Regions from separate parts of the Mus musculus genome. Here regions 2, 3 and 4 are each linked to region 1. Evidence: chromatin contacts called from public promoter capture Hi-C data. All regions are on one chromosome and are shown on one strand. The core of a region is the stretch at or near the end of the contact, and the rest is flanking DNA. Distances in the headings are between cores, read along the strand shown. Region 1 holds the start of Ins2 (insulin II). Region 2 holds the start of Tpcn2 (two pore segment channel 2). Region 3 holds the start of Olfr525 (olfactory receptor 525). Region 4 holds the start of Utf1 (undifferentiated embryonic cell transcription factor 1).

The links. Promoter capture Hi-C pulls out the DNA fragments that hold promoters and counts their contacts.
Region 2: a promoter capture Hi-C map of pre-B cells shows a contact between it and region 1, with 3 times the contacts expected there. The contact joins the promoter of Tpcn2 here to the promoter of Ins2 in region 1. A contact is called at or near these places in 3 of 39 promoter capture datasets (hippocampal neurons, liver and pre-B cells).
Region 3: a contact with region 1 is called in a promoter capture Hi-C map of liver, with 2.8 times the contacts expected there. The contact joins the promoter of Olfr525 here to the promoter of Ins2 in region 1. A contact is called at or near these places in 3 of 39 promoter capture datasets (cranial neural crest and liver).
Region 4: a contact with region 1 is called in a promoter capture Hi-C map of liver, with 5 times the contacts expected there. The contact joins the promoter of Utf1 here to the promoter of Ins2 in region 1.

What each region holds. Positions count from the first base shown.
Region 1 is chr7:142,675,749-142,682,236 of GRCm38.p6, reverse strand. Ins2 (insulin II) reads left to right here and starts at 2,511. Exons shown (of 3, transcript NM_001185083.2): 1 at 2,511-2,575; 2 at 2,690-2,890; 3 at 3,379-3,581. The coding sequence starts at 2,704. The coding sequence ends at 3,524.
Region 2 is chr7:145,281,126-145,288,196 of GRCm38.p6, reverse strand. Tpcn2 (two pore segment channel 2) reads left to right here and starts at 4,186. Exons shown (of 25, transcript NM_146206.5): 1 at 4,186-4,346. The coding sequence starts at 4,286.
Region 3 is chr7:140,319,224-140,326,012 of GRCm38.p6, reverse strand. It overlaps Olfr525 (olfactory receptor 525), which reads right to left and starts at 3,312. Exons shown (of 1, transcript NM_146956.1): 1 at 2,383-3,312. The coding sequence starts at 3,312. The coding sequence ends at 2,383.
Region 4 is chr7:139,938,738-139,945,877 of GRCm38.p6, reverse strand. Utf1 (undifferentiated embryonic cell transcription factor 1) reads right to left here and starts at 2,022. Exons shown (of 2, transcript NM_009482.2): 1 at 1,449-2,022; 2 at 766-1,351. The coding sequence starts at 2,004. The coding sequence ends at 888. Kndc1 (kinase non-catalytic C-lobe domain (KIND) containing 1) reads right to left here. Exons shown (of 31, transcript NM_177261.4): 31 at 4,338-6,151. The coding sequence ends at 5,920.

The DNA of each region.
Region 1 (6,488 bases), core at 1,262-3,761:
GTATGGACATCATTAAGAATCTGGGACCATGGGACAGAGAATAAGATCCTCTAAAAACCCAGAGAACACAGGGGACTGTGCTGAGACCCTTCTCAAAGCAGTACACCACACTGAGATCTCTGGTTCTCTGTTCCTTTGAGACTTTGGGAGATAGTGTGGACCCCACAGCAACCATGGGAGAGGTCTTAGGGTTAACTGAGCCCCTGGTGTGATGGCTTGAGTGTGAGACTTCCCCAATAGACTTGTATGTTTGAACACTTGGTCTCTAACATGTGGTGCTGTTCTGGGAGATTGTGAAACCTTTTATACATGGGGCCTAGCTGATTGATACATAAAGGGCCATAAGAGTGAGGGTTAGGGTTATAGGCCAGCCAGCCCTGTTTCCGGTCTGACTCTGATTCCTGGCCAGCATCTCTGCAAGCTTCTGCTTCCACAGACAGACCAACTTCAGCCACCATGACTTCTGTTCCATGATGGACCATGAGCTGAAATAAAACCTCTCCTTCCCAAAGTTGCTTCTTTGGGGAGATTCGTTCACAGGGATTTGAAAGGCACTAAGTAAGACAGAAAGAGTTAAGTCCTTTTAAGATCTTGGGAAATCAGTGAGGCCCATTGAGGTCCTATAGAGGGTCCTAAGATCCCTTGAGATCCACAGGAATGCCATGACTTTGGATGAGAGCCAGGGAGGCAGTGTGAACCCTGCTGAGTTCCCAAGCAGACTGGGTTTCACTAACATCTGGAGAAAACCTAAGTCCCTTTAGTACCCTGGGGAAACTGTAAGAGTTTGAAAGAGTGGTGATATGGCAGGACCATGATGAGACTCTGAGGAAGATTGTAAGCTCCAAAAGTGCCTAGAGAAGGTCTTAACCCCACTGAGAAACTGAAGCTGTCTCTGGGAGCCCTTGCCTTCAAGGGTACCCTAAAACCTCAAAGAGACTCTGGGAAAGGCATCTGTTCAGCTGAGACTCTAGGGAGAGCCCAGAGCCACAGTGAAACTCTCATGGGGGAGAGAAATGGGGAGGTGGCGTTGCTGCTGAGCCACGTGAAGCCTTAAGCCGCAGGGAGACCCTGAAAATAGACTGTAAGCAACCTTGGGGTGGGGTAAGCCTGTTGCAGCGTTAGTGTATCCATGAACTCCTTTAAGATACAAGCTATGTGTCATTCCTCATGGAGACGCCGGAGAGTCTTGAGCTTACATGATGGTCCTGCGGAGGCCTTAAAGTCCTGTGGGGATGCTCAGGGTTGTCCCTGTGTGTCACTGAGACCTCCGAAAGAATTTAAATATCACAGAAAAAAAAAACATAAAGAAGACCTTAAGCCTTTTTAAGTTCCCAAGGAGAGCCAGAAGTGGTGGTATATAGCTCAACTTGGGAGACTGAGGCAAAAAGACTGACTGAGTTTAAGACCAGCCTAGCTACACCACAAAGCTCCTTTCTCAAAAGAAAAAGCTCCCAAGGAGGTTGGATCCCCAGTGAGACCCTCAGCAAGGCCCTCTGGCCTCACTATGGTCCTGAGGACACCCCTCCACACTGCCCTGATCTTCTTACCCCATCCTGCCTGAGCTCTTCACCTGCTCTCCTCTTGCATTCAAATATCTTCTGCTACAGTAGGTCCACTGGAGTCTCCCAGGTACCCAGAGTGTGAATGTCTGCAGCACTTTCTGGGGGACAAGGAGCAGAGAGCAAGGGACCCACAATTCGGGTCTAGTGTCTGTAAAGCCTTGCGGAGGGTAGAGTTCTAGTTCACACAAGGCACCAAGTGTTTTTGCTGGTTGCCTAGGAAACAGGACAGTGCCAAATCAGGAACAGAAAGAGTCAAGGAACCCCCAACCACTCCAAGCGGAGGCTGAGAAAGGTTTTGTAGCTGGAATAGAGCATGCACTAACAGATGGAGACAGCTGGCTTTGAGCTCTGAAGCAAGTATTACATATGGAGACTTGCTGGCCTTCAGGTGCTTATCTTGTTATTGGATACTGCAGGAGGATGTACCACAGGGCTTCAGCTCAGCTGACCCCCAAGTGGGATATGGAAAGAGAGATAGAGGAGGAGGGACCATTAAGTGCCTTGCTGCCTGAATTCTGCTTTCCTTCTACCTCTGAGAGAGAGCTGGGGACTCGGCTGAGTTAAGAACCCAGCTATCAATTGGAACTGTGAAACAGTCCAAGGGACAAAGATACTAGGTCCCCAACTGCAACTTCCTGGGGAATGATGTGGAAAAATGCTCAGCCAAGGACAAAGAAAGCATCACCCACTCTGGAACAATGTCCCCTGCTGTGAACTGGTTCATCAGGCCATCAGGGCCCCTTGTTAAGACTCTAATTACCCTAGGACTAAGTAGAGGTGTTGACGTCCAATGAGCGCTTTCTGCAGACCTAGCACCAGGGAAGTGTTTGGAAACTGCAGCTTCAGCCCCTCTGGCCATCTGCTGACCTACCCCACCTGGAGCCCTTAATGGGTCAAACAGCAAAGTCCAGGGGGCAGAGAGGAGGTGCTTTGGTCTATAAAGGTAGTGGGGACCCAGTAACCACCAGCCCTAAGTGATCCGCTACAATCAAAAACCATCAGCAAGCAGGAAGGTACTCTTCTCAGTGGGCCTGGCTCCCCAGCTAAGACCTCAGGGACTTGAGGTAGGATATAGCCTCCTCTCTTACGTGAAACTTTTGCTATCCTCAACCCAGCCTATCTTCCAGGTTATTGTTTCAACATGGCCCTGTGGATGCGCTTCCTGCCCCTGCTGGCCCTGCTCTTCCTCTGGGAGTCCCACCCCACCCAGGCTTTTGTCAAGCAGCACCTTTGTGGTTCCCACCTGGTGGAGGCTCTCTACCTGGTGTGTGGGGAGCGTGGCTTCTTCTACACACCCATGTCCCGCCGTGAAGTGGAGGACCCACAAGGTGAGTTCTGCCACTGAATTCTGTCCCCAGTGCTAACTACCCTGGTTTTCTTCACACTTGGGACATTGTAAATTGTGTCCTAGGTGTGGAGGGTCTCGGGATAACCAGGGAGTGGGGACACGTTTCTGGGGGAAGCTAGACATATGTAAACATGGCAGCTGCCAGGAATGAGTAAGAATCCTGCCTTAAGGGGTCCTTGGTGGTAGTAACTTGGGACATGTGACTAGATCCCAGGATAGGTACCTATTTAGGGCCCTCATAGAGCACTGCACTGACTGAAGATGAGTAGGCTTTAGAGGCCCATGTGTCCATCCATGACCAGTGACTTGTCCCACAGGCATGCAACCCCTGCCACCTGCAGGGGTTAAGGGGCGAGAAAACCTGGGGTAGTAGGAGGTTGCTCAGCTACTCCTGACTGGATTTTCCTATGTGTCTTTGCTTCTGTGCTGCTGATGCCCTGGCCTGCTCTGACACAACCTCCCTGGCAGTGGCACAACTGGAGCTGGGTGGAGGCCCGGGAGCAGGTGACCTTCAGACCTTGGCACTGGAGGTGGCCCAGCAGAAGCGTGGCATTGTAGATCAGTGCTGCACCAGCATCTGCTCCCTCTACCAGCTGGAGAACTACTGCAACTAGACCCACCACTACCCAGCCTACCCCTCTGCAATGAATAAAACCTTTGAATGAGCACAAGTTGTGTGTGTATGTGCATGTGCATATGTGGGACCAGGAGACATGAGTGGGGCTGGTAGGGTAGCCACAGCTTAATCTATCTATCTGCCTAGCCACAATAGCCCCTAAAAGATCTACCCAAGACTTCTTTGGTTCCCTCTGCATCCCCAGTTTTCTCCTGGCTCCCTGGGCACCTCCCACAGGTACCTGTTAGACCAAACCTGGAACATAGACAGTTCCTTTCCCCAAGATAACCAATACCGTCAGGTAGCCCATAACCCCCACCCTGAGTTGTCCGGGAGGATCATGACCCCCACCCCTGATGCTTCTAGCTGGATAGAGAAGAGCTAGAGGTCTTTGGAAGGCATGGGTGATGGCAGCTAGGAGCTGATAATTTATTGCTCTATAGCCTTGGATCCTCAAGGGCCCCAGAGAACTTTTATAAGAAAGAGGACCAAAATATTCCAACAACAGTTCCCATCTAGCCTTCCTGAGTTCTTTTTCCATAGCTATTTTAGAAGGACTCCCTGAATGGGTAGAAAGAGAGGCTTGGGACCTTGAGCTGGAAGGCCATGGAAGGCATTTTCAAAGAGATTATCCCAGCTCTGGGAGGACAGAGAATAGCCCCAGCTGCTCTCAGACTATCCAAGTGACTCTTAGTGCTCAGAAGAAGACAGGCATCCCACATGGGTAGGATGACGTACTGAAGGGATCCCATAAGCCCTGGGCATGAGCCAGAACTCCACTTCTCAAAAATGACCAGTTGTGAGTTCTAAGCAAGGTGGCCATGAGGAAGACCTAGGGTTGGGGCCTCCTACCACTTCTCAGCCCCTCCTTCCAGCTAGATAGGTTCCTTGAACCTAACTGCTTGGTAGTCCCCTAGAAATATTCTCAGTTCTAAAGAAAAGCCACAAAACAGCTAGATCTTTGGGAAATCTCAACAGAGTGCCTCTCTTTCACACTCTGAGCCCAGTTGGGTGCCACCTGTCCGGCAGATGAGAGCTTAGGGGCCTAGGGTGATCCTGGTTGCCACAAGGGCTGGCCAACCTGCCTGCCACCCAAGCCAAACCCATCTGTTCCTCAAAGCTCCACCCAGAACCAGGGTGGCAAGTCTCTGAACTAGACATAGGCCTCCTTGCTGGTACTTGTTGGCTGGGAAGCCTCCTCCAGCAGTGCTAAGAACCCTTCCTGGTCACCCCCTCTCTGTGACAATACCACAGCCCCACCTAGAGAAATGTCACAAGGCCATAGCCAGCCATCCCCCTGAAAAAGGAAGGCCAGAAATGAACATAATGGATGAGTGGATGGATAGACACTGGACCCAAAAGAAGAAAGAAGGAGGAGCCTGGGGTCATTCTATGGAACTCCCCAGGGTCTTGGGTAGGGTAGCAGATAGGGTACCCTACTGTTCAAGTGCCACAAACTTTCTGGAGGGCATATGAGTCACGGGTAAAGGGAACAAAAATCTTTGGGTCCTTGGGCCTTGTGGGGCGAGTCAAGCTTTTCAGGAAATGTGGTGGACTAGTGCTATGGGGTTCTAGAAACAGAAATATGGTCCAGATATCCAGATTCCTATCTATGGCTTCACTCCTGCAGCCTTTGACTCCGACCTCAAGGGAGAGGCAGGTTGCCCCAGAACCAACCTGTGCAGGCTGAGGCACATGCCCCATGCCTTCCTGAGGCATTCTGAAACTCTAGTTTAGAGCTCTACTTCCTACTGGCCTTGAGGAGAGGAAGCAGAATACTAGAGATGGACATGTGCTGTCTCTCAATCCCTCCAAGAGTGGACAAGAAGAAGCCACTCAAACTGAACCAGTGCCCAGGGAGCAGAGGTCAAACCGGATTCAGTCTTTGATCAGCATCACCCTGGGTGCTAACCCCAGACATCCCAGCAGAGGACTTCAGATGTTCCTTTAAGCCCTAGGTCACCCCATGTAGGTCAGTCCTTGACCTGGCTCAGGCACTCCTGCTGACCTTGCTGAGGCCCTTCAGCGCAGCCCTGCAGCACAGGAGCTCCCCTTGTCCATGGGGTCTGCAGTGATAACCATGTTTACCCAGCTAGCTGTGTTGTTGCTTTGGTATTTGAGATTTAGCTGTGTCTTATGGGGACCTCATTGCCTCTGCCTACCATCTGGAAGGCCAGGGTATTACTAAGGATAGCCAATATACCTCTTGCCTGGATTGATGAAGCAGTTCAGCTCCATATATATGGGATGGAGAGACTCATACTAATACTACACATGGGGAGATTGAGGCCTGGAGCCAGGGAAGCCACTCTTCTGCTATGCTCAGTGCTATGCTACTCACAGTATAGATTACCCAACACCTAATATGGTCTTCCAATGTAGCTGCCTAGAGGTTGGCTCCCCTAGATTACATTGTCTCCGGGTCCAAATGAGCTGACACCTCAGCCTAGCCCCAGGGACCTTATTTGCTTTCTTACATTATCAATAAATATTTACTGTACTCATGTTCTCTCAGGCTGAACAGGCCCTGAGTGATATGAGAGGTAGGGTCAGGGATGCTGAGGTCCATTTTTTACCCTTTGAGATCCTTATACCCAGCAAGGTTCTGAACCAAGGAGTAGGAACCAGATAGCTCTTAAGTCAACCCACCCAGAAAAGTTGTCACTAGGCAGCCTCAAGCACTAGTTGGTGGCTTTCTAGCCTAGATGTGAATGATGGAGACCCCTGAGGAGCCTTCCCACAAACTCAGATTGGGTGTCCCTCCGTGCAGATAACTACTGTTTTGGAGTAGACATTTGAAATCTAGATACCATAGCCAGAAATGGTTAGTCATGGAAGCGTCCAGCAGAGGTCACCAAAACCTTGCTTTTGAAGTACTACAACAAGTCTGAAGGGCTGGCTTATCATAGTAGATCCTTCTAGAGGCTGCATAGTGTCTCCCTTTGCTCCTCTGCAGTCACAG
Region 2 (7,071 bases), core at 2,937-5,436, 2.6 Mb before region 1:
TTTCAGTCCTGACTTCTTTGGTGATGAACAGCAGCATGGAAGTGTAAGCCAAATAAACCCTTTCCTCCCCAACTTGCTTCTTGGTCATGATGTTTGTGCAGGAATAGAAACCCTGACTAAGACACACCCCCTTCCCCTACACCTGACTGCACATCCACCAAACATATTCCTTCTCTCTTTATTTTTATAAAACACAGCATAGCAACACACACTTTTGATCCCAGCTGTTGGGGTGCAGAGGTAGGTGGATCTCTGAGTTTGAGGCCTATTATAGACAGGCCTTTGGGGGACCCACTTGAAGTTTAATAATAAAGACTGTTGGTCTGTTTGCTGGGGCAGTCCCTCAGCTAGCCCATCTAAACTGAACCCGACACTTCATGATACTGTGTCCCAGCTATGTGGGCTTCTCCCTGTTCTCTCTCCCTGCTCTGATCTGTCCTCCTCCGTCCTCTTGGTCCTCCTGCCACACTCCTTACTCATGCAGTTGGTACCGAGGGCCACAGGGCCTGGTGAAGCAGCTTGCCCTTCCTTTTTGAGCAGGTGAGGAAGCAACAGACATTGACACACCCTGCCAGCCTGGCTCCTCGCCCAGCAGTTCACAGTAGAGAAACAGACACCTTCTCACGGCCAGTTGATACGGTACATGTGAGTTATCTGAACAGAGGCCAGCGTAGATAGCACTGAGTCTCAGGACAGCCAGAGCTACACAGAAAAAAACCTGTCTCAACAGAACAAAACAAAAGAAAAAGAAGGGAGGAGGTTTGGGGTCATAAAGAAAAAAGACCAACCACAAAGAAAATAATCCAACTGAAGTGCCCGGACAAGGCAAACTTGCCTCTTCATCAAGATGGTCCACTTGGGAAGAGGGGGCAGGCAGAGACAGGAAGTACATCTGATTTTTATTCTAACTCAGGTGGAGGCTGTGTCTTTTCTCCATTGGCTAAAGCCCAACCTCACAGTCTTATCCAATTGGCTAGTCTGAAGAGAACTGGTGTTCAGGAAAGGAAGGAAAGGGACAGCTCATGGCCCCAGACCATCAGATTCCCAGAACTGAGGGGGAAAAGGCTCACTGCTCCAAGCCATCAGATACCCAGAATAGAGTCGTAGATCTTTGTGTAAACAAAGCGATTACCAGGTGGGAGGATTGAAATATTTGCATAAAAGTCTTACAAGGTGGGGTAGATAAAAAGATTTTAATTCCTTGTCTTTTGTTTTGTTTTTCTGAGTTTCTGGGTTTGTCTGCATAGCTGCCCTGGCTGTCCTGGAACTCACCCTGTAGACCAGGCTGGCCTTGAACTCACAGAGCCTGAAGACTACAGGCTTCAGTTAACATGACTGACATCTAACTATCAGGCTTACTTAATGAAACCTTTTAAAAGTCCTGAACAATAGGCATAGACTCCTAGCTTAATCAAGAAACCTTGGAATAATCAGGAAGGGGCATATTCATGCGAGGCAAATGCTACACAGCCGAGCTACAGGGTCAGCCTCTTGTCTACTTTTTCTTTTTCTTTTCTTTTCTTTTTTTTTTTTTTTTTTTTAATTTGAGCACTGGTCCACCCTATCTATGGAAAATTTCATCTTTAAACTTTATGTTCTGTATCTGAGTATTTTGTTGGCATGCGTGTGCATCATGTGCCTAGTGCACCCAGAGATCAGACAGAGGCACTGGACCCTTGGAAGTGGGGTTACAAATCAAATGGTTGCCATAGGTGAGTGCTTGGATACCAGGTCCTTTGGAAGATCAAGTGCTCTTAGCCACGGAGACAACGCTCCAGCCCCCAGAAAATATGATCTCTAAAACGGAGTTAGATTTATTTATTATTTTGTATGCGTGTATGTGTGTGTGTGTGTGTATGTGAGTGTGTGTGTGTGTGTGTGTGTATGTGAGTGTGTGTGTGTGTGTGTGTGTGTGTAGTAGGGGTCAGGTGACCACTTTCAGGAGCTGGTTCTCTCCTTCTTCCACACGGAATATGGGTTCTGGGGGTGGGCTTTAGGTTTTCAGACTGATGGCAAGCGTCTTCACCTTCGAACTACCTCACTAGCCTGGGCTATATAAGACTTTTACCCATTGTGATCGTGCTTATATTAAATTAGATAGGTTTTTTTTTTAAATTACATACACACACACACACACACACACACACACACACACACACACACACGTCAAAATGAATAAATAAAATACATTTTAAAGAGACAGAGATTACCCTGAATCCAGGCAGGAGGATTGTAAATTGAGGCCAGCATGGGCTACTCAAGGGTCCAGTGTCTCTGTCTGATCTCTGGATGCACTAGGCACATGATGCACACGCATGCCGACAAAATACTCAGACACAGAACATAAAGTTTGAAATAAATAAATAGATAGATAAATAAATACTATAGAACTGTAAACTATTGTCAGTTTGAAAACAGCGTACCTAGTTTTAGTATCTCCAGATGAATGGGGCGTGAGACAAGGAGTAACCTCAGTACAGAACTGTGAGTGGCTCCACCCTGCTGTGCTGGCCTTGAACACGGTAAGCCTTAGGTCTTAGGTGGTGGCTTTTTGTTTGGTTGCCTTTTGTTTTTCCAAACAGGGTTTCTCTGTGTGTAGCCCATGCTGTCTTAGAACTCTAGACAAGGCTCAAACTTTTAGAGATCTGTCTGCCTCTGCCTCCTGAGTCCTGGGATTAAAGGCTCTGAGCCAGCACCACCCGGCTGATATATGTGCCTTAACTGCCTTCCCCAGGGGACAAACCTGTAGAGATGGGCAAAGGAGAGTCAGAGAGCAGGAAGTCTTGCGTCAAATGTGGAGGTGGTGCATTTGGAATCTGAGCATCCAATCTGTGCTTGCCAGCTGTGAAATGGGGGTGGGGGGGGAGGGATATAGTGATCCCAGGAGCTGGGAACCGTCTCAGGCACCCCAGGCACGCCTAGCAAGTGAGGAAGCATGGATCTCAGGCCAAGCTTCAAGAAAATTAACTCAGCCTGTCTCCTTGATGGGTCCACGGTGGGTTTTTTCCTCCATCTCTGAAGAATATCTCACAATGTGGCTGAAGACAGGGTTCAATGGTGAAATGTATTTGTCATGTAAATCTGAAAACCTGAGTTCAGTCCCTGGAACCGACTCCTGAAAGTTGTCCTCTGACCTTCAAGTACTATGTGGTATGTCTGAACCTGCCTGCACTTGTATATATACACAGACACGCACATACACATGAACACATACGTATACACACATAACAACAACAATAATAATAAAAGAAAAAATTAAAAAGATCCCAGTAGAGTGACCATACTCTGATTTCAGCCTTCTGAGGCCTCAAGAGATAGTCCTATCTTTGGACTTCTGATCTCCAGGCAACAGATTACAGCTCTCTCTCTCTCTCTCTCTCTCTCTCTCTCTCTCTCTCTCTCTCTCTCTCTCTCTCTCTCTCTCTCTCTCTCTCTCTCTCTCCTTCTCCTGGAATTAACTAGTAGTAGGCTGTTCCCAGACTGACATCAATCCTCAGGTCTCTGCTACCTGTAGTACTGGGATTCCATGTCTGTGCATCAACATACCCAGTTTCAAGCTTTAGTTTGTTTAATTTCTGGAGAAATTCAAGATTCATTTTTGTGGGGCATGACCTCTGTGGTCACTCCCTTGTTCACAGTACTCACATGCGTCAGAGTCACGCAAAATGCTTGCTTAAACACTTCTGGGCTTTGAGTCACACAAAATGCTTGCTTAAACACTTCTGGGCTTTGGGTGTAGCAGGGGTTGAGAGCTTGCCTGGCGTCTTATAAGGCTCTGGAAATAAAAAGCAAGCAAGCAAGCAAGCAAGCAAGCAAACTCAGTCAGTCAGTTACACATTCAGTCAGTCACTCAGACAGTCACTAAGTCAGTCAGTCAGTCAGTAAGTCCCTCAATCAATCAGTCAGTTATTCATTCATTCACTCAGTCAGTTATTCACTCACTCACTCACTCACTCACTCACTCACTCACTCACTCACTCACTCACTCACTCACCCACTCTCTCACAAGAAGAGATTCCTTCTGACATTCCTAGAGCTGGGACGGAATAGTAGTCATTTGCATTGATTGAAAAACTTCCTTGATAGCCTTAGCTTCTTTGCCTTCTGCCACTAGGTGCTGCAGAGAAGCGGAGCGCCACCCATTGGGGGAGGGGCTTGTTGCTTCCGCCTTCCAGAGGGATTTCTCCGTTCTCATTGGCTGTTGCTGGGAGTCATCACAGAGCTCCTCCTCCGGAACGCCTGGCTCTCGCGGCTGGGACCAGGTCCGGCCTGTTACATTGGTGGGATGGCGGCAGAAGAGCAGCCCCTTCTGGGCCGGGACCGAGGCAGTGGCCAGGTCCACTCCGGTGAGTGAGGTGTCACTTTCAGTTTTACTTTTCTTTTTTCCTTACTTTTTGAGACAGGGTCTCAAGTAGCCAGGCTGACCTTGAACTCCAGATCCTCTTGATTTGGCCTTCCAAGTGTTGGGGTTACAGCACCACTCTAGCTTCTTCCTCATTAGGGAGAAAAGCGTGCTCCAGCCCATGGTCCCCAGGCAGTGAGTGGCCGAACATCCTCTGAGAGCGACTTTGGAGCACTGCTTTGGCTGCTAAGGGCTGAAGCTGGTAACCTAAGGCCAGGGAGACTTCCTTCCTTGTTTTCTTAAGTGCTTCGGAGCCTTCTTTCCTTTTCCCTTCCTTGGTCAGGGACATTGCTGAGCCCAGGGAGAGTGGAGTTAGCCTCCCAGTCATCTCCAGAGGATGCTGGCTGACAGGCAGGAGGATATTCTTCTCATTTTCCAGATGAGCAAACCTAGGCAGAGAGAGGGGAGGGGGAGAGGGGAAGAGGGAGAGAGAGACAGAGTGAGTTGTGCCCTCCTCACCTCTGACCTACCTAAGGTCACAGCCCTGCCTTCTGGTGTGGTCACTGCCCTGTGTGTGCTGGTGGCCTGGTCATTCAAACTTCCCTTTCTGAACTTCCTTTCCTCCCTGTTTGGGAGCAGACTGGGTTGGCACACTGGCCCCTGTCTACCCATAGCCCGTGCCTTTTCACTGAAGAGTGAGGACATAGGGTCCGTAATAGGAGACGAGGAAGCTAGACACTGAGGTGACCACATGTCCACCTACTCCTCCCTCTCTGCTGAAACCACTCGTCAGGGACAGGGCATATGGTTCAGGGGACACATACTTGGTGTTAGGCATCTGGAACCTTTCTGGGGCTGCCAGTTGCTGAGTGTGGGTCTTCGTCGGGTTACTTAGCTGGAGTTTCAATACAAGGGGTAGTAACAGACTGGTGGGGTAGGGGACACATTTTGAGGATCCAAAGAGAGATTTTGTGGCATCCAGTGCGTGGGTCTTAACAGATGTCCATGATAGCAGTGCCATGCTGCTTCTAAGCCTTGTCCCTGCAGAGTGGACAAGCGACAGGTTTAGCTTTCTCTGTGGAGGCAAGACTCAATGCTGGGCATTGTCACACAAGAGACTCACTCTCTGGGAAGGCTGGGCAGTGTTGGATGAGAAACTCTGGAGGGTCTTTTTCCAAACACTGTGGTTTTGGGTAGGGCTGTTGAGAACCCAGACAACACTCTGTATTTGCATCTCCTAGACTGGGCTGTCTATGAGAATGAACCTTTCAGTCTCCAGGTCAGCATCCAGTGGGTGAGAATCTCCGCTCTGAGTTTGGCTGACCTGTGGTCAAACTCTCAGAGGGGGTAGATATTGCTGCAGGCCTGCCTTCCCAAGGATCCCAGGGGTCCCTACAGATGTGTCCTGCTAAACCAGGCCCACCTGACTGGCCCCTGTCAAAGGTTTCACAGAGTGGTTTTTATCTTGTTCCTGACTGCTGTAAAAGAGGGGGAGGCTGTTTATAGGCTTTGTGGGCTAACTGCAAAGTGGAGGACCGTCATCTGTGGGTACTGATGGGAAAATCGGGGAGGAACCTGTGCAGAAAGGTGAAGGACTTGTGCAAGGTCACACAGCATGCTGGATAGGGACGAGGAAGCTAGACACTGAGGTGACCACATGTCCACCCACTCCTCCCTCTCTGCTGAAACTAGAATGGCTGTGTGTAGAGAGAGAGGGGGGCAGAGCAGGTCTAGACCTGGCTGACAGGGAATAGAGGGTATCATGGGAGGACAGTGTCTGAGCCCCTGTTACTTTCCCTTACTTTGCCTCATTCTGACCCAATGCGTGCAGCAGAAGTCCCCTGGCTCTGATGTTTGGGGTTATAGGTGTCATTGCCACCTAGAGTGATGAGCTCAGGGGCAGTAGCCCTGGAGGGAGTCTGGACTCTCAAGTTGGGAAAGTTTTCTGGTAGACAACTTGATCAAGGGCTTACAGGCTCGGGAGAGCTAGGCCTCGCTCCGCTGGGTCAAGTTCAGAATGTGTGGGTGTGGCTGGGGTAGTGTGGCGAAACAGCAGGAGTGGGTGGGCAGAATGAGTTACCAAGTGGCAGGATGGGGTGTAATGTGGACTCTGAGCATTGGGGACCCCCAGAAACCCATGACATGCTCCCTAGAGATTGGGACAAGACCCTTCTGGCTACTGCCGGGTGCGATGGATGCTGAGGTATGAGTGGGAGGGGCCTTCTTCAGAATTTTACACACTAGCAGCCAGAGGCTAGATGGGAGGAGCTTTTGTGTCATCGCTCCACACCCAGTCTGCCTTCTCTAGGGCATGGCTAGGCTTCCAGGCTCTCTCAGGCTGCCCTCAGCAGCCTTTCTCAATGGGCCAGTTGGTTTTCAGTTCTGCCATGCTGGGAAACACAGCAGTATGGCTTCCTGGTAATGGCCATCCCAGGAAACCTTCGGGAGTGCCCACACCCACAACCCTCAGAGACTGTCTTAGAAACATTTAGGGTGTCTTTAGGATAACCCTTATGGGCATACAAGTGGAGAATCTGAGGTCCTGGTTGATAAGGTGTTGTAGCTTGGCTAGGTGCAACTCTGTCATCCTTTGTGGTGTACTGCCTCTGGTCCATGAACCCCAAGAACTGGAGCAGGTGGCTCTCCAGAGGCAGAGGGCACACTGTGTAGGCAGCCACAGGTGCTCTGCCCATGGTTTTGCCCTGGCCTCAGGGTTTCTTGCTATGACA
Region 3 (6,789 bases), core at 2,063-4,562, 2.4 Mb after region 1:
CATCAAATAAAGAAATCAACAGGAGTGTTAATGAGCATGGGGGGGGGGGGGCAGAACAGATGTGTGAAGCAATAATTGGGGTAGTTTGTAGGGCTGCACCTCTGCAGTAAAGAACAATGCAAGCCACCCCCAATGCCAGTGTCACTCCTAAAGCAGCAGGGAGCCTCTCAGGAGCCTCTCAGGAGTTAGGGATAGTTAGACTTCAATTCTGAACTTCTTTCTATCAATGAATGTAGGTGGTGGTAAATACCAGTAGAAACCCCATTCACTGTTGATGAGCATGAAAAGGATGAAACCTCGGTGATAATTTCCTTACAAAACTCAGCCCACACACACCCTGAGACCCCACAAAGCCATTCACAGTCACTTACTACAGAAAAAGAAAAGCATGGAATAGGACTTTGATGATTATCTATAGAAAGAAGCTGGATAATACAGTGTGATAAAGCCTTAGAATCTACTGCTCACCAAAATAGAAAAGAGCACAGTACTTGTTACACATGCATGATAACAGGAAGGAATACTTAAAATACTTTTCTGGGCTAGAAAGATGGCTCAGCACCTAGGAACACTTATTGCTCATGCAGATGAACTGGGTTGTAGTACCACACCCATATGTTGGATTAGAGTCATCTGTAACTTCAACCAGGGATCCAACACCCTCTCTTGACCTCCAAGGGCACCAGGCATGCTTGTGGTACACATGCATACATCCAGTCAAAACATTCATACATATAAATAAAATTAAAAAACACTGTGCTATGAAAGAGCATACATGTCAAAGAATGTGTGTTGCATGACGCCGTGTGTACAAAGTTCTATAACACACAAAATCGACCTGCAGCTGAAATATCAGGCAGCAATGACTACCAGAAAGGACACTGATGACTTCAAGTCCAACATGTAGAACAGCCCTGGGTAAAACATCCTACATTAAAGGCTACCATCTCCACTCTCCTAGGAGACTTGCATTGCATAGCTCTGTGTATTTGCCAAAACTCAGTAAGTGATACACTGAGTCACTCATTTCACTGTCTGAAAATTTTACCCAAGCCAGAAAAACCTATAAACAAATGACTGCCTCTAATACGCATATGAAACTATTTAAGGGAGAATGAATTAATTGATGTTTGCAGCTTGTTTTGAAATGAGTAAAGTAGAGGGGCATGTGCATAAATAAATTAGGAAGTGGATATAGAGCAAGAACTCAACAGCAGAGCAGTGGGTACAAGATCACAGCTGCCCGGCTAAATCCTGACCAATTCACTATGCTTGAATTCTTTCAGTACGGAACTGTGGACATTAAAACCCTGGATACAGGGTAGAAAACACATCTCAGGACCAAATATGTAGGACCAATGAGATGGCTCAGCAGGTAGAGGTGCTTGCTAAGCCTGATAACCTATGTGGACTTCTACATCCTGCTTGGTAGAAAGAAAAAAGCTACTTTCTGTGGACTGATCTCTGAGAACATGAACACCACTGACATTAACAGGTGTGGTTGTACATGCGTCTGCTTGTATACTGAGTGGAGAGTATTGGGTCATTCATAGAGGCTTCCTAGGATCATGAGTGTGCCCTTGAAGAGAGAAAACAATCATGACATGGCAGGGAGTGGGTCAAAACAAAAGACTCTGACAAGTGTCTTGGAACAAGTGACTGGCAAAGAAATCAAGGTCTTAAAAAAAAAAAAAAAAAACAGCCACAGCAAAGGATTCAGAGGTGAAGAATCACAAGGCAACTGTACATTTGGAGGATGCTAGCAACAGCATCAAACAACACAGTGTTTATCATAGTCCAGAGGAGACTGTGTAGAGGTGAGAAGAGAGTCTAGGAGGATGCAGTGTGCAACAGCATTCAGAGGCCAGAGGGAGATTGAACTCCTACTCAGTCTGCAGAAGCTTCTGTCCAAACCAAGAAAAGTCTGGCATCCTCTACTATGACAGCAAAGCATCCCAACTGGAGAAGAAGAGATGTGTCAACCCACACCTTTCCTGGGCATTGCTGGTATGAGAAGCATATTGCTTGTTCTCTCTCCTCTCAGAGGTGTAAGGACCATGGTGCCACCAGACACACTTCTCAAGTCCAAACTAAGAGGACTTAGTCCAATATCCGGGTCTGGGTGATTTTCTCCAATGCATGATACCAAAAAGCTCTACGTAAGAGATAGCTACCCAGGATATAAACACACAGCCTACCCCAAACCTGGATGTCCTCACTTCCAAAAGAAAATGGCCAGTGGCTCCTCCAATGAGAGCACAGAAGATGTACATCCATATGAATTACCTATCTGTTCTCTGACAGGACATCAGATTCTCAGTCACACATCCCAAATAGTTCATCAACAGCTTGATCAAGTCACATTTGTTGCCTTCTGCCTCCTCATTGGAAACAGGGAAATAACTTTTTGAGGGCAACTTTGACATCCTTGTTCCTTAGAGAATAAATGGCGGGGTTCAGGGTAGGGCTGACTGCTGTGTACAATAAAGCAACTACTTTGCCATTCTCCAAGGAGGATCCGGAGCCAGGCTGCAAATAGGTGTAGATGACGGTGGAGTAGTACAGGACAACCACCACCAGGTGGGCAGAGCAGGTAGAGAAGGCTCGCTTCTTGCCCTCTGTGGAGCGGATGCGCAGGATGCTGGTGATGATGAAGCTATAGGATATCATAGTCAACAGAAAGTTGACCACACCAAAATAAACATCTGCAATGACAATCATGATGTTGTTGAGGGTGGTTGGGCTGCAAGACAGAAGCAGCAGTGTTGGGACTTCACATAAAAAGTGACGAATTTGGTTGGGGCCACAGAAATTGAGTCGTGCCATCAAGCCAGTGTGCACAGATGTGCTGGCTGCACTGATGACCCACACACTGCCGGCGAGCAGGACACAGATGGGCCAGCTCATCAGCATGCTGTAGTGCAGTGGGCGACAGATGGCCACATAGCGGTCATAGGCCATGGCAGTGAGCAGCAGCAGCTCAGCCCCTAGAAACCAGGTCAGGAAAAAGAGTTGGGTCATGCATCCCTTATAAGAAATGTGGCTGCTCTTACCCACCAAACCCTCCAGCAGCTTGGGAAGAACAGTGGATGTACAGACGATGTCCAACAGGGCCAGGTTTGCAAGGAAGAAGTACATGGGGGTGTGAAGGCTTGAGTTGAGGCTGATGGCTATGATGATGAGGGTGTTTCCTGCAAGAGCCAGGATGTAAAGAAGCAAGAAAAAGGCCAAGAAGAGAGCCTGGAGCCCAGGGTCCTCAGAGAGTCCCTGCAGGACAAACTCCACCACAGTTGTGTAATTGTTTATTTCCATTTGAGAGTGAGTCCTGGGAGTTACTGTGACACAGATGGGATGGTCAAGGAGACACCAGGTGTGAGGCAGCCATCATTTCACACTGGGTTCAGACAGCCGTGAGTAGGAGTGCTTCTCAATGCTCTGTTTCTGTAGAATTGATAACATCATCTCTCAACACAGTGTGACAGTGTGAGCATGAACTCTCCACTCTGTACACAGTAGACCCAGAACAGAAGGAACCCCTGCCTGTGATGGGCAATATCCATCTACAGCTTCTGTTTGATTTAACATAGATCATGCCCTATGATACTCTGAGAACTGGAGCTCCTTTCAGCATGTACACCAGGCAGCTAAGGCATACTAAGGGGCAGTCTGTTCCACAGCATAGACCTTTTGAACCTAGAGAAGACCAACCTTATCAAGGAGTGGGCCAGGGTTCTCAGAGGCAGGCATAAAAACAGTTCCAGGATGTATGTTTTGGGGTCGTGATAGATTCAGAACACGAAGCTGTTACAGAATGGCATGTAGGTGGTACAGATGGCCCTGGCTCTTGGGGAATGAATATAACCCTTTTGTAAATACCAGAACTGTCTATTTCTACGTGGCCACTCTAAATCACTCCCTTGAGGATGACAAACCCAGCGAGGACAACAGGTATCACTCACTACCCTGGGAAGGCTTGTGCCTGCCAGAGAAGGTATCAGGCTGTGCCAGGACTGGAAACAACATGAAAGGCATGGACCTGGCTTCACGCCAGCCCCCAATTTCTAGGCTATCACTCCTACCCAGCTTCAAGTCTATCTTCCCCTCACCTTATACACATATATCTCTAATCATCCAGGACTCTCCAAGCATATGGGCCTCTCAGGTAGAGAAGAATAGGAACTGATCAGCATGCAGAGAAAGAGCTCTGCCCCTTTCTACTATCTGATGGGAATGAGCAGGCCCACACCCATCCTGGAGACTCCATGAGTGGGATGTTGGCTACATGAAAACAAAGAAGTCACAAAGGGTATGTGAAAACAAAGAAGTCACAAAGGGTATGTGCTGAACAAGGAAGACACTTTCCCCCTGTGATTGCACAGATCAAGGTCTTTCTCCTACAGGGTGAACTTAAGAGAAGGACCTGAGCCTATGATTCCCCAACCCCTCCTATTGAAGAGCTAAGCTACCCATAGAAACTTCAAGACCCATACTTGTGCCCACAAAAGGAAAGATTTATCTGTGAGCCTTCCCTGCAGATCCCAGGGGCCTCATACAGAAGGCAGGGCCTCTCAACTGAACCCCCCAAATTCCCTCTGTCTACATCTCAACCCTAGTAACTGTCTGCTTCTAACTATTCAGGCCACAGGTGGCTCTGAGTTCTGAACTCTGTACCAGATCCACAGGAAACCACCATGCCTCTTTAGAGACCCAAATCTGCCTCAGAGCCAAGCCACAAGGCAAGATTTCTATTCATACTGATCAACAGTGCAGATAGGTCACAGAGCAAACCTACAGAGCCATGCATTTAAAGTTTCAAACTGTAACTATGAGTCAAAGTAATTCTGGTAACAGGTTTTTTTTTCATTTTTATATACTAAAATAGATCAAAGCAAAACCAAATCTCTTCTGAGAATTATCTCTCCCTCACAGAAGACACAGAAAGAAGAAAGAAAGGAGAGAGAGAGAGAGAGAAAGAGAGAGAGAGAGAGAGAGAGAGAGAGAGAGAGAGAGAGAGAGAGAGAGAGAGATGGGTACCCAAAAGGAAAGAGGGAATAGAGGAAGGAGCAACTCACATGGAAGGAGAAGCTGTCTGTGGCTGCCCATCTATACCCAAGATGTCTACATGTCATAGAGAACATACAGGATGGGCACAAAGCTATAACCCTGTGTCTCTTTTGTTTGCTCTTGACCTTAATGTAGGGTCTGCCCCATGGGGTGGACACTGAGGTTGCTAGGGAGTGGCCCACAGAGAGCAATTACCCACAATGAGGTAAACAGGAGTCCCTCTAGGCCATAGTCCCCAAGCTGAGACACCAGGACCCTAAGGCATAGAGAAAGCAGATGCCTGAGGTCATGTGCTCTAGGACACTGACCCCCTGTGGTGATTTCTACCCTGGGGATGCGTGCAAGACAGCTTGCCTGAGCATCATGTACCCTTGATCCCTGTAGGAGGATGTATTTCATGTTAACAAACTGTTCCTCAGCATAGTTTATTGGTTTCCCTCCCCTCCTTTTATCATTGCATCATTAAATTATCTTGGTGTGACATGGTCCTATTGATAAACCAACTCTGATCAGTTAATTCATCACTATCTGAGGACATAAATTGTAGGCCACTCTCATGCTTTGACTGGGAAATGCACAGTCATTATGGTAGATCACACTTGAGGTTGACCCTGAATAGAAGCAACTTTTCTCTGAAGTTTTCAAATCTTCCCATGGGGAGAGATTGTGTGAAAACTGTGGAGGTGAGGTTCAGCATGAATTACAGGACTTGAGGTCCACCATGTTCTGTGGCATGAGCCCTTGGCAGCAGATTGGCTTCCCTGTAAAGCCAGAAGACTCACAGCGGGGGTGAACCATCTCTTGTAGTCACAGATCAGTACACAAAGTAACCCGTTCAGAATCAGTCATTGCAAAAACTAATGGACCTAAAATAATCCAAACTCCACAAACCAAATGACCACTGGCCACCTTAAGTTCCAGATCCTCCAAAGTCCTTGAACTCTGTTAATATGCACATTATCAATCTCTCCTAAAATGTTACCTATTTAACAGAACAACAAACACAACACTTATAGCACAACTCAAGATTCGAACAATTTGTAGAGCACATTAAGATGAGATAAGAGCTTCAATTAAATTTGATCTTTCTAGTCAATCCACCATAAAGAGACTAATCTGAGTTATAAAACTAATAAGTAATTTAAGTCTGTTACACTGGTTTAAGGATAATGCGTAGTCCAAAACAAGTCACCATATTTATAGCATATAAGCCTCAAACCTAGGGCTAATTAGCTCATGGAAAACTGATGGTCGGTCATCTGCCCCTCACTGCCCTGGAGCAGCAGTCATCACAGAGCAGGGTACCCAGACAGCCCAGCAATGAGATGTGGTAGTGTGGCCATGGACCTAACAACTGCCCATAGGCCTGTGAGGACTCTGTCTTCTGCCTGTGAAAATACCATGTGGTGGTTTGGCTGCTTTAATGGCCACATGCAGTGAAGGACATTAACAGCTAAAAGCTAACCAGCAGGGAGGGGCTGTAGGGTCAAGAACTTGAATGAGGTGGACAGCCCTGCAACTGGCCTGTACTGCTCCTTGAAGCAGCCCCCCACCACCACTTCAGCTCAGGTATGACAGCACAGAGTACAGGAGGCTTTGACTCTTCAAAGAAGGCACAGTAAGCCACATTTTTCATTTTTATTTAGGAAGCAACTGTAGGACTATCTCCTACACAACCCCAAATAGGAAAGAGGGCTCAGAAGAGGAAAGCTAGGGGGAGCTGGT
Region 4 (7,140 bases), core at 773-3,272, 2.7 Mb after region 1:
GAGGTCCACACCACAAGTCAGTACCTGAAGGTCCATTCCAAGTCTTCAGAAGGGGAATTGTGACCTTGGGACCATCTGGATAAACTCCTCAGGACTTCCCTTAGCCAAGACTTAGTCTTTGGGTTAGCAGTAAGGGCCGGATGGGCCCAGAATTTGTAAATTGGAGCCTCAGGATGAGCCGTCATTGTTATGCTAGTGAAGTGCCGGCAGCAGCTTCCTTTCCTCTACCTGCACCTAAGCCCTCCCCCACTCTGACTCTCTAGTCCCTGAGGACCTTGGAATTTCAGCTTTGAAAGTTCTAGTTGGGCAGCTGGGCTTTGCTAAGTCCGTTGGAGTGGTTGATACCCAGGCCCCAGCCTCTCTCTATAAATCTGACACCTCCGAGGAAGTCTTCCAAGTTCTCCCCGACTATTCCGGTTCACACGGCCCAGAGTATTCAAACTGAGTTTTACTCAGGATAGGCGAGAACTTTAGGGATGTTTTACTTTACTCAATAGCATAATGCCTTGAGAGAGGCCCTTCTACTTCTTAGCCTACCCGCCATCCACGTACCTTATCCAGCCAGCCCCTGGGTTTCAATCACTGCTGACCAGTGGAGGGGTTCCGCACATCAGGTGCCCCAAACATCAGGTAACAACTGTGTACCACTCCGCCAAATCTTCACCGAAAAGATGCACAACTGTGGGGCGAGGGGCTGTGTCTTTTAGCCTCTACCCTTAGGGTTCCATTCTTACCGCGACCTGGAGTCCGAATTCATTCACAGGATTAAGTAGAAAACACAATCTTTATTTTGGTAAGAACCTAGGTTTGAGATGGGGATGGGGACAGTAACAGGGGTCGGGGTAGACTGGGAGTCGTTTCTGGAGAAGAGGACTGATAACAAAGCTTTATTGGCGCAAGTCCCCAAGGATGCCCCGCTCGGAGGCTGCACTGCCCAGAATGAACCCCACCGCCAGAGAAACGGTTTGGTCGAAGGAACCTCGTAGATGCTCCACGTGCTGGTTCAGGGTCGACAGCTGGTCGCGCAGAGGGCCCAGAACTGTTGAGATGTCGCCCAAGTGCGTCAAGGTCTGCAGCAACGCGGTATTCAACGACTGGGGAGCAACCTGCGGGGAAGAAGCACGGCCCTGGGAAAGGCCAGGAGGCTCATTCGGGGTCTCCACGTCGTGGTCGGGGGTTGGCGTCGGGGAGGATTCGAAGGTATGGCCCGGCTCAGGAGGCAGAGTGTCGGTGCTCGTAAGAGGAGGAGAGCTGGTAATGCGGTGGGCACCTGCAGACTTCGTCGTGGAAGAACTGAATCTGAGCGCAGGGGCAGGTTCGTCATTTTCCGCAGCCAGCGGCAGCTCGGCCTCTACGAGAGAAACGCGCGGAACGTACGGAATCCCAACTCAGGGCTCCGCCCCTCCCCAGGAGACCCAGACCCTTCTTGCCCACATGGCTGCTCCTACCTTGCTCCACCGGTGCAGGTGCGGGTGCTAACGCGGAGAGGGACGAGCGGCCGCGGCGCTGGGGACGTCCAGGGCCAGTAGAGCGGCGGCGAACCCTCGGCGGCCCATCGTCCCCCAATAGCCCCATGAGTTGGCGGATCTGGTTATCGAAGGGTCCGGACGGCTGGCCCTGGGAGTCTCGGAGTTTGTCCTTGAGGAACTTGTAGCGACGGCGGCACTGAGCGGGCGTGCGCCGAACTTGCTGACGGGCCAGTGCGGCGGACACGCGGCGGTAAGTAGGCAGAGTCTGCCTGCGGTCCAGCAGTAGTGAGCGCCACATGGCCGGCTGCAGCAGCGTGCCCAGAAGTAGCTCCGTCTCTCGGGCACTCCAGGGCGTGCGCTGCGCCGAGTCCGGGGACACGGGAGCCTTGGGCGAGCCGGGTTCAGCCATCCCGCCCGAAGTAGCGAAGGCATCAGACGTAGTCACCGGGACATCCCCGGCCGACCGCAGCTCAGCGTCGGGGCTAGCTGGCGACGGCGGAGAAAAAGCGGGCAACCTCCGGGGACGAAGCAGCATCCCTGAGCCAGGTAGAGGTGCGTGCACTCCAAGGCGTGGCCTCACCAGAGAGGAGGGCTCCTCCAGAGCCGCCCACACACGCTCTAAGGACCCCGCACCGCCCTCTGCGTCTGAACCTGGTCGTTGCGACCCTCCCATCGTCTAGCCGCCCCGCCCCCTCGCCTACCTAGTTCCTCTTGGCCTGTGCCTTGCTTATTCTAGCCCATCCCCTTTCTAGTCCTTTCCTTAGGGACCCAGGACCTGAGAACGGAGTTTTTTTGCCCTGCTACACAAAACAGAACGTGTAAAAATTTTTTTACTAAAAAAAAAAACCCAAAAAACCATTTAGGGCTAGAGAGATGGCTCAGTGGTTAAGAGCACTGACTGCTCTTCCAGAGGTCCTAAGTTCAATTCCCAGCAACCACCTGGTGTTTCACAACCATCTGTAATAGGATCTGATGCCCTCTTCTGGTGTGTCAAAAGACAGCGATGTACTCATATTAAGTACATACATACATACATACATACATCTTTTTAAAATAAGGCTTATTTGTTATTATACCTAAGTACACTGTAGCTGACTTCAAACACACCAGAAGAGGGCGTCAAATCTCATTACGGGTGGTTGTGAGCCACCATGTGGTTGCTGGGATTTGAACTCAGGACCTTCGGTGAGAGCACTCTCTTACCTGCTGAGCCATCTTTCCAGGCCCAAATAAATCATTTTTAAAAAGCATTTAATCAAGGTACAATGTAATAAGATCGAGTGAAGAGGGCAGATGGGAGGAGTCAGCTCGTTTGTTTTTGTTTTTATATTTGTGCTTCGCCCATTAGTTACTACTCATAAACAGCCTGTGAAAAGCTCCAGAAACACAAAACTCTGGCACCTTGTATGGCTAGTGCACCAGAATGTGTTGTTTATCTATGCAAATTGTAGACCCATCCTCTCCATTCTGCTCTGGCTGGGGGCTTTGGAAGATGGATGGATACATGTTGTATCTAGTTGACTCATCTAGCTAGGGAGGCCATTTGGGTGCTAGATTTGATAGCGATCAGCGGCTGCTAAATTGGAATCTTAGTTCACACACACTACAAAAAGGAATCTTTCTATCTATTAACAAAGGGTGACAAAGTATCAACTCTTCCCCTCAAGATTAAGACTAAGAAAACGATATTCAAAGTTCGTCTGAGTGTAGAATTCTTGGCCAATGTAGTCAAGACAAGAAAAAGGAACATCCTAAAAAGATGGCAAGTAAGTCCCTAGTAGCCCTAGTTTTACAGAGATCAGTGAAGTCAAAAGGAGTACCAGTCTGCCATCTTGCTTCTGGGACTGTGGTGGTCTCCTGCTGTGGGACCGAAGACAACAATGTAGCGCAAAGATTAGCGGCTGTTTCTTTAGTGATTTGTGACTAGGGGCTTGAACAAAGACCAAGGACCACTGGCTGTGTTCCTCATGACTGGGGTAGGCCAGGTCATCTCTACTTGCCATTCCAAGCCTAGCTTCCTGGGGACAGTATTCTGAGTTACAGCCTGTTGTTTTCAAGGTGTTTATCACCTGGTTCAAGCCCCCCATGTGATGGGATCTGGTGGCTCTGGGGACAGGCAGCTGGCGATGGTGGGACCTTTTTGTCCATTCAACACACCGTGTGGTCATCTCGAGCTTACTTTCAGTCTAGTGGTCTTAGGGTAGTTAAACTCCATCTGTGCTGGAGGCTTCCCTCAGGTACAGTGCTCAGGACTAAGCTCCAGGCTCAGCACAAGGCCGGGACCTGAGATGTAAGGTTCACTGAGCCTTTTGGGCCACTGGTTGCCCCCCGCCATTTTTAACTCTTTATTATCACCAGGCAGGTAACTCTATTGTCACTATCTTTCCTGTGTCTGGAATGAGTACACAGAGATGTAATCCACTCCCCACCTCCTTCATATCTTCGAGACACTGGAGGCTCAGGAGAGGTCCCAATGGGTGGCCAAGGGAACTGGCCAGCTCTGTCTTGTCTGCAGGCCAATCAGTAGAAACTGGTTGGGGTGGACAGATTACAGTAGGGCAACCGTCTCCTCACCCCTCCACAGTTGGTGCTATAGGGAAATGAGCTGTGGTCATCAGAGTCTTGGTTTTGGAGAGGACAGATGCATTAGAGGTGAGGGTGCCAGACCTGGTCCCTGTGATAAGGAGAGTGAATGTCATGCAGAATGGGGTATGACCTGGAAGTTTGGCTTTCAGTACTAGGCTGAGCTTATTTCCCATTGAAGCACCTGGAGATCCTAGGTGAGGTTCCCTTGCTCAGCCAAGAAAGACGTTAGGCTCAGCGTGGGTTTTGCTTTTGAAATCTACAAAATGGACCGTAGGACAGTAGCTTGGTAGAAATTACTTTATTTAGAAATCTGTACCTTGTGACATCAGGGCGCCATGCAAACAGTGCTGAAGCCAAAAGCCTGTTCACTTTCCCCACGCATTAAGTCAGCACCATTGGAATGCTGGTTTGCGCTGGACACCTCCTGCACTAGATACAAAATCTGAAAATGTAGGCGTTGATCAACAGAACATAATCCTTATAGAAAAGTCCCAAAACAGTAAGTTGCATATGCATGGCCAGGACTCTCAGTCCCGCTTACATCCAGTGTAAGCACGGTCTGGCGTCTCCAGCAAATTCCTGTGAGGAAACACCTCTCAGCATTAAAAGTCCAGCATTTGGTCACAAATCACAGCTTCCTAGAAATACCACTAGCTGCTTCACTACAAAATCCCTACTTCTAAAATACAGAACAGTCTTGGTCCTGTGGCAGGCAGGGCTTGGGTTGTTGCCTAAAGTGTCCGAACGGGAGTTTTCCCCACCTGCTGTTGTCCATCTTACTCCCAGCCCTCCTGGCCAGACGACCCCTTCCCAGTGAGCCAAAGCCCAGCGCCAGTTGTTGAGGATCCAGAAATCGAGATGTCTGATACCACTAAGGCAGCAGTTTGACTCACGTCTTTGTCCGTCTAACAAAGCGCTAGTGGTGTGCAGAGCCAAGGGAACACAGTGGATGGGTGTGCGCATGCGCAGCTGCTGAAGGCTGGTAGGCCGCTGCTTCTGGGGCCCACAGCACAGTAAAGAGGGGCTTTGCTCCCAGAGGTCCCAGGAAGGAGAACCTGCATTAGTGCTGCTGTTAGTGCGCAGTGTTCTTCCCCCTTTGCTAGAGGGCAGAGCTTCTGCCCAGCATCCCTGTCAACTGCAGCTGTTCTAAGCTGGGGGTGTGGGGGTGGTGGGTGGAGAGCAACAACAGGCCACGGGGAGGGGCAACAGCTAAGGCAGAAGGCCCAGCTGGGACAGAGGCTGCTTCTCCCCGTTCTCTGGGGACTAAGACGACCAGAGGACTTGGCAGGATAGGCTGAGGGTGGGGTGGATTTATAAACGTGGCCAAGACAGGTTGCTAGAAATCTTGGGCTCCAGTGGAAGGTTCCAGACCCTTGGAGCTGCCGAGTGCAAAAGACAGTTTTGGTCCTTCTTGCTGAGTGGAAACAAAAACACCGGTCAGCAAGCAGCTAAGTTTGGGCTCTTTTGGAGTCAGATGTGGGTATGTGTTGGGTTTTGGAGGGGTCAATGATAAATAAATGGGAGCCCAGGTATAAGAAGGTCCGAAGCTCTGGGGAGAGCTGAATCTATTTCCTTCTCATTTTTTAAATTGGATTTTTAAATTCTAGCAGAAACAGGCCCGCTGAATGCTGTGCCCAAGCTGCCTTGGGGATGGGGCTAGGTTAGAGTTGGTTCAGCCTTCCCTAAGGCCTCAGGCTGGTCCCTTGCCATTTTGCACTTCTTTCAGGGAAGAAAAAAAACTGCCTTCCCCAAGGGCACTCAGTGTGCCTAAGGTTCCGCCAGCAGCCCACGGGGGCTCCTGCCACCTGACCCATTTTCCTTAGTCTGGTCCTGGTTCGAATCCACACCCAGGTGGAGCCCTTGGCTACTGGAATGTGGCCTTCATTCTCCTCAGCTTGTCTTGGATCTTCCGTGAGTGTTTCTCTCCTGGGATCTGGTGGAAGTTGGCCCTGTTATCAGCTGCTAAAATGGAGACATCAGCGCCGCTAAAGCGGGCGATCCTCTGCTTGAGGTGGGCCTGTAGCTTGGGGTCCGGGCTGAATGTGTACGGGTTCTCCTGGAACGCGTGCACCTGGCTTGCCACCTTGGCGATGTTTCTTTTGTGGGGGGGAAAGAGAAGGCTCAGTTAGTTACTTTGCAGAGGTTACAAGGCTCCTTGGCCAGCTTATCCTAATGCCTTTTGCAAAGGGCAGCATGGAAGGGTGATGGGGTTTTCGGTACTCATTCATAAGGACATGTTTTGTACCTGGACCCTCCCCACCCCCTTTATAAATACTCATTGAAAACCCAAGTCAGGTTGCTTCAGTTGAAGTCTGCAACACAGAAAAACAAACAAAACCGCCCAAACCTATGCTGATTGCTTTAGTTCTGCTCGGGGGCTTCTGACTCAGTGTACTGAGAACTCTCTTCTCAGTTAATACACAGGTGGACACACCTCTGGTGGTTCCTGGGCACTGAGGAACTCAGGGACCCTTACTCCTGCTTGGGGGGGGAGGGGGGTGGACACAACAGACCTGCAGACAGGGCTGCCCACCTGAAGTGAAGAATATCATTGCTTTTGCTCTCTCAAAGACAGTCATGTCTGTGCACACACAAAACTATGAAGAGCAGACAAGATCTCTTCACCCCTTTTTTGCAACATTATCTCCAGTGGGTTTTTTTGGTTTTTGTTTTTTTTGCCAACATAGCTTTCTTTTCTATTGCAATAAGCATGTACTTTTAGTGAATTTTCTTCCTTTCTTCCTTTTTGATTTTTCGAGACAGGGTCTCTCTGTAACAAGCCCTGATTGTCTTGGACTGGATTTGTAGACCAGGGTGACCTCGAACTCACAAAGGTCCACCTGCCTCTACCTCCTGTGTACTGGGACTAAAGGCATCAGTCACCACACACTTTTTTTTTTTTAAACTAGTGGCTATCTAAAGAGGGGATCTCAGGGCTGGCCAGACAGCTCAGCTGGCAAAGTGCTTGCCGTACAAGCACGAGAGCCTGAATTGATCCCTAGCACCCATAATTAATTAAAAAATGCCAGATGCAATGAATGGCAAGCACTGGTAATCTCTCATACTGAGGAGCTGGAGCTATTCA